Regions from separate parts of the Mus musculus genome. Here region 1 is linked to region 2. The links are chromatin contacts, called in public Hi-C maps. All regions are on one chromosome and are shown on one strand. The core of a region is the stretch at or near the end of the contact, and the rest is flanking DNA. Distances in the headings are between cores, read along the strand shown.

What was found. Hi-C and Micro-C count contacts between places; a contact is called where the count stands out from the background.
Region 1: a Hi-C map of cerebral cortex shows a contact between it and region 2, with 3 times the contacts expected there. The contact joins two enhancer-like sites. A contact is called at or near these places in 3 of 15 datasets of contacts at CTCF or cohesin (the NIH/3T3 cell line, embryonic stem cells and stem cell-derived epiblast-like cells), 46 of 484 Hi-C or Micro-C datasets (the C2C12 cell line, the C3H10T1/2 cell line, LSK cells and 27 more) and 8 of 115 datasets of contacts at active chromatin or transcription factors (the NIH/3T3 cell line, embryonic basal ganglia, embryonic fibroblasts and 2 more).

The regions. Positions count from the first base shown.
Region 1 is chr6:126,683,928-126,686,627 of GRCm38.p6, forward strand. No RefSeq gene overlaps it. Among named protein-coding and RNA genes, the nearest start is that of Gm33581, 31 kb to the right of the region's middle. Within about 2 kb of position 1,429, at least 18 of the 459 cell types and tissues checked have an H3K27ac peak or open chromatin away from gene starts, as enhancers often do. A contact at or near this core is called in cerebral cortex, where this site is marked.
Region 2 is chr6:126,563,222-126,565,921 of GRCm38.p6, forward strand. Gm33449 (a long non-coding RNA gene) reads right to left here. Exons shown (of 2, transcript XR_378038.3): 2 at 818-2,700. Among named protein-coding and RNA genes, the nearest start is that of Gm33320, 6.0 kb to the left of the region's middle. Within about 2 kb of position 1,295, at least 19 of the 459 cell types and tissues checked have an H3K27ac peak or open chromatin away from gene starts, as enhancers often do. A contact at or near this core is called in cerebral cortex, where this site is marked.

The DNA of each region.
Region 1 (2,700 bases), core at 179-2,678, 120 kb after region 2:
CTTTTAACAGGAGAGGGTTTGTAAGATCTTTGGAAGCATCTGTACAGGTCTGGTCTTCCTTCCTTATCCCCGGCTCACCGTAGTACAATACCTTCCCTGGTGTGTCCTATTTCAGCAGAAGATGAGACAATGATGGAGATAGGCTGTTACCCCCAAATTAAGTCTGTTCTACATATTATTTTCTTGCTGTTGCTGAGCCCTCCCCTCCTGTCACTGTCCTGAAAGTCTCATCTGTGCGAGATTCCAGTCAGGCCACTCTTTGCTCTGGTTCCAGAATGGACCATTAGCTCCTGTGCATGCTTCTATCATGACAGGCTGGCTATCCTCTAGTGCCTTCAACAGTGGCCAAGCCATCGAAGCTGCCTGCTCTAAACCATGAGCTTAATAAACATTTTCCCTCCGTATTTTACAGTAGTCACCCAAGATGGCCTGATGCATAATGTCCATCTACTAAGAGTCGCTCTGCAAGCTGCACTGTCTCTCAGGCCAATATACAATGGCAGTAATTTTGCAAATTAGCCAAAACCAGAATAATAGAGAAAGCACCCTACATAAAAGAAAATGGCTTCAGGTTACCTCCTACTGTTCTGGGCTTTCAGGTGCCACAGTGATATTGAACAAAGAAACTTTAGACCTATGGTCATACCTGTGTCCCCTGAAAGCATTCAAGGGTTCAAGCCTACCCCAGTTTTCTTCCCTTGCTCAAATGGAACATGGGTGTGGCCTGCGTGACTGATAGATTGGAGTGGAGGACATAATATGGAGTCTGGGAGATGGTCACCTTCATCTGTCATCTCCCATAACAATGCCATTCCCATCCCCACTCCCACCTCACCCCCACCCCATCTCACCCACCCCCACCCCACCCACTCCTCACCTCACCCACACCCCACCCCAATCCCACCCCCACCTCACCTCCCACCTCACCCCACCCCACTCCATCTCACCCACCCCCACCCCATCCCCACTCCTATCCCACCCCACCTTACCCACCCCACCCCCACCCCAGAATGCTCCTAACGGCCTTTTGACCACTGAGTTCACACTTACTTCTATCCCTCATCTCTTCTGAAGAGGAAGTGTTCCTAGCTATCTCATCTAAACCTTTCTTGACAATAAAGAGGTCCTTCACTCCTGCCTGTCCTGTTGACATTCAGCCACCCCTGGCCTTCTTCAGCCCCTGGGGTGGGGGACATGCTGCCCTGTTCCGAGTCCTTGCCTCCTCTCCCCTACTGTGTGCTTAGGCAAGTAGCAGGCGTGGAGGGAGCAGGGAGGCAGTCTAAGCTTCAGCTAAGGCCTTCCCTCCAACATGGCTTTGCTGTCCAGATGGAGAGTCATATAAACAACAAGTCCCTGTTCTCCATCCCAGTGTCAGCCAGTGCCTGGCTCTCAGGCATCTGAGAGCTGAGCTATAATCTCCGTTTATAGTTGGGATGTCCTCTGAGAGCTAGAAATGTGTCCTGTGTAAACACTCTGAGCATGCCCTGACAGACACACAGCTTGAGAGTGAACAACTAGCTCCTGTGGTGCCCAGGGGCATGACAAAGGCATCACTTGCCTTCCTCCACACCAACCCATCAGTCACACAGGCCACACCCAGCTGATTCCTTTGCCAGGCTTCCTGAACCTGTGTTCAATTACCATTCTTTCCTTTCCGTTGGCTCTGTATCTACCAGCTGTGTGACCCTGAGCAAGTCAGTTAACCTCTCTGGGCACTGATGTTCTCAAATGAATAATGTAATACCCAGAGATGCCCCTCTGATCATTAGCACTTCAAAACATATGTGTAGACACCCTCACGTGATGGTTAGTGGACTCAAGAAGGAACAAAAATTAGTTCCTTTCCTTTTCCTTGATCCCCCTACTGTCTGACACTCTCTCTCTCTCTCACTTCCAAGAAGGCTGTAAAGAACCCAATGACTCTCTGACATCTTTACATCAGGTCTGCTTTGAGCAAGCTTTCCTGCTGCCGCTGAGGCCCCTCCCCCTACCATCGCCCTGGACTTCCCATCTCTTCGTCCTTGGAACTCTTCTGACTGTTCACGCTTCATGACCAACTGCCTGCCTCTCCCCGTGACCTCTGCTCTCTTACCTATGACCCTTCTCCAGTTGGACTTCCTCTCTGAGAAGGAAGGCAAGAGTCAGTCAGTAGCCTGACTCTCTCTATCATCTCCCTCCATGGCTCTATGTTTGCCTCCTTGGGATTTTTTTTAAGTTACCTTGAATTCCAAGAACAACGGGAAGTCAACTGTGGGCACTCGTTTGTGAGCAGTGCAGATATGCGTGCTTCTGCCTGTCCACAGCTTCGGAACGTACTGAGCGGCTCTGTTAGTTGCATGGGCTACAGCCTGCAAAGTAGACCTAATTCTCTTTGCCAGCTGGCCACTGCAAAACACACTGAGTTTTTTATTGTAATATTAGCTAATAGTAACTCTCAGATTACACACCGTAATATGTGTGTAATATATATGTACATATGTAGATGAGTAGTGGGGGGGGGACAGAATGCCACAAGAGGGCTCAAGGGGCTGCTACAGAGTTGAAGGCCTTCTAAAGGCCTCTCTGAGGGATTGAAGGAGGAAGCTAAGAGAAATTCAAGACAAGTCTCTTCAGGCATTAGACAAGTCTCTTCAGGCATTAGGTAACCCATCCTATTGGTGGTGCGAGGGTTCCCAGCATAAAGATATGGAGTCAGAGTTC
Region 2 (2,700 bases), core at 45-2,544:
TCTCTCTCTCTCTCCACCTCTCTCTCTCTCTCTCTCTCTCTCTCACACACACACACACACACACACACACACACTTTACCCTTTTCAATAGACACTATAATGATTCTAGGTCTTGCTACACTGCACAGAGTTAAAAGGAACACCTTGGGCAAGTGGTTCTTCAACATGCTAACTTCATTTCCTTTGGACACAGGCATGACCCTGGACTGGGATAATGTAGATCTGTTTTTAACTTGTTTTTAAAAACAAAACACTGCATATCCACAAGCATATCCATGTTCCCACCAACAGTGTCTGGCCTCTGCCTTCTCAGATCCTCAGCCATGCTTGCTAGCCTTTTTGCTCTTGATCATAGGTGGTCTAACAAATGTGTGGGGAGAATGCCTGACGTTTTGAGTTTATGTGTGTTTGGTGCCTAATGAGAGTACAGCTACCTCTTTAACTCCTAGAACCCAAGACAGGAGCAGCTACATCACCCTGTGGTCTCTTGCCTGGTTCTCGGCTCTTTGGGAGGTGCTTCTGTGTGTGCAATCACCAGATTTCACATCTTAGTGAAGAGGTGGGTGTCAAGTGGCTCTCTTAGCCACAGCTACATCCCTGCTGCTTGGAGCCATACTCTCACATGTAGGCACTCCATATTTGCTGAGTGAAAAGAAAATAAGCAAATAATTAAGTGGGTGAAATTCAAGACTAAGGCCTGGAGTGTGCCCCCACCTTGTGGCTCAGCTTGGATCTGCAACCCTTGGTGACCCAAAGTCAGTCTTCAAGTCTGGCCACCAGGCTGCCAAGCCTAGCAGGAAGTAGCTGTCGTCGTTCCTGACCCTGCCACGAGGGGGCAGATGTGTCCCATATTTTCAAGGCAACACCAGCCGCTCTGTCGCCCTAGCTGCAAAGGCACCTTGGGCATCAGGCTGAGGGAAATGTTAAATTGCTCTGCCAATATCCGTCCAGCTCAGGGACTGCTACATAGGTACTAAATGGGGCAGGGGTGGGGTGGGGTTATGAAATGGACATCTTGGGTCCTAACCCTAAGTGTGTTGGGCGCTGAAGTGAGCCTTACATATTCTGTTGTTGAGGCAGCGGGATCCCCTAACCAAAGCACTGAAGCCCTCTCCATGTTTTGATTCCAAGCAATGTCACCAAAATGGAGAGGTAGTGTTGAGTCAGCTCCTACACGTTGCTGCTTCCTACAGAAGGAGGCAGGATAACCAACCAGGAAGCTGCTGAGGCGTGGATTAGTAGCATGTGTTGTCTGGCTGGGCCAGTGAACTGTCCTGGGTGCCTGTGTCCTTGTCTCACTTCAGCTGGTCCCTCAGGCATCTCAAGGCAGGCGATGAACACAGTGATGCTGCATTTATAGGTCAAGGGACTGAGAATAAGAATGGCTAGTTAACCAGCTGATAGGCACTCCACTGGAATGTGACTGGGCTGGGATTGCAACCCAGGCAGGCCGTCTGGCTTCTGCCCACCGTGAGACTAGGGATTTGGGAAGGCATGAAGTCTGAGACTTAGAGGTGGCAGTTGAACACCGGGGGAGGTTGAAACATACAAACACCACTGACTGCCAAACGTCTTACCTCTTTTAATGCTCGAAGTCAATCTCTAATCTGACCAGGGACCTGAGCACATTCAGGCCCTTCATTCCCTCAGATGGGATGGAAGGAGCTAGCATCTGGGAAGGCCCCTTACCTCATCTCTGGAGGTGGAGGTAGAGGGGGAGGGCGATGCTGTCACCCAGCTCTCTGCAATCTGCCACACTCGGGGAGTTCTAGTCTCTATTGCTCTTTGGAAGTCACCTCTATACCCTTTCTCCCAGCTCCTAGAGATTCAATTCTGGCTGCTCCACTGTCCAGAAATGACAAGGGTGGGTATAAAGAAAACTAGACTGTGTGCCTGAAGTAAAATATGCCCTCAGCTGCTCCCTTTCAAGGGTTTGGGAGGACTAACTCAGACCTAAAGGGAAAAGCTTCAGGCTGGTCTCTCTTCCAGCGCGGTATCCCTCAGACCCTAGCTCATTCAGATGTGGAAGGGGGCAGGGCTCAGCAGAGGCCAAGGACAGGGACCTCGGCAGATAGCCTGGGTGAGTGCAGGCAGCTGGGCTCTCGTGAAGGTCAAAGTGGCAGAGAGGTCAGATGTCCTGAGAATGGAGGGCCTAGTCAGGCACGTTTCTGCCACTTAGTGGCTGAGAGGTAGGTGACTTCACTGTTAGGTCAAGGACAATGACATAATTTGTCACAGACCCAGAGAGCCCTCACTTCTTGGTCGCTGCCTCTAGAGTCAGGAGCAGCTTTTGTTCCCAGATGATAGAGTGGTAATAGGTACCTAGTCATATGGTTAGGGGCTCCCACTGAGCAAGGCCACTCTATCCTGCCACAGAGCCATTTCCTCTGCACTGACTGGCCTTTCTCCCTCAGGGAACCTAGCTTCTCCATCCCTGGTGCCTGTTCTGACCTGAGCTTGGGCCAACAGAGCTGTCCCTGCGGCAGCGACTGCAGAGAAGGCTTTGCAAGCTCATGCTCCCGCCTCTGTGGCACTGGAAGTTTCCACAAGGTTCTCTTGCTTGAAATAATGAGAAGTCCATACATAGGTTCTGCAGAACAGAAAGGAAGGGACAGGGTGGGAGAGCAGGCAGTATGTCTGTGTGCCATTACCATGGGTCAGATGGGCAGGAGCACTGAGGTGCCCACCTCTCTCCTGAAA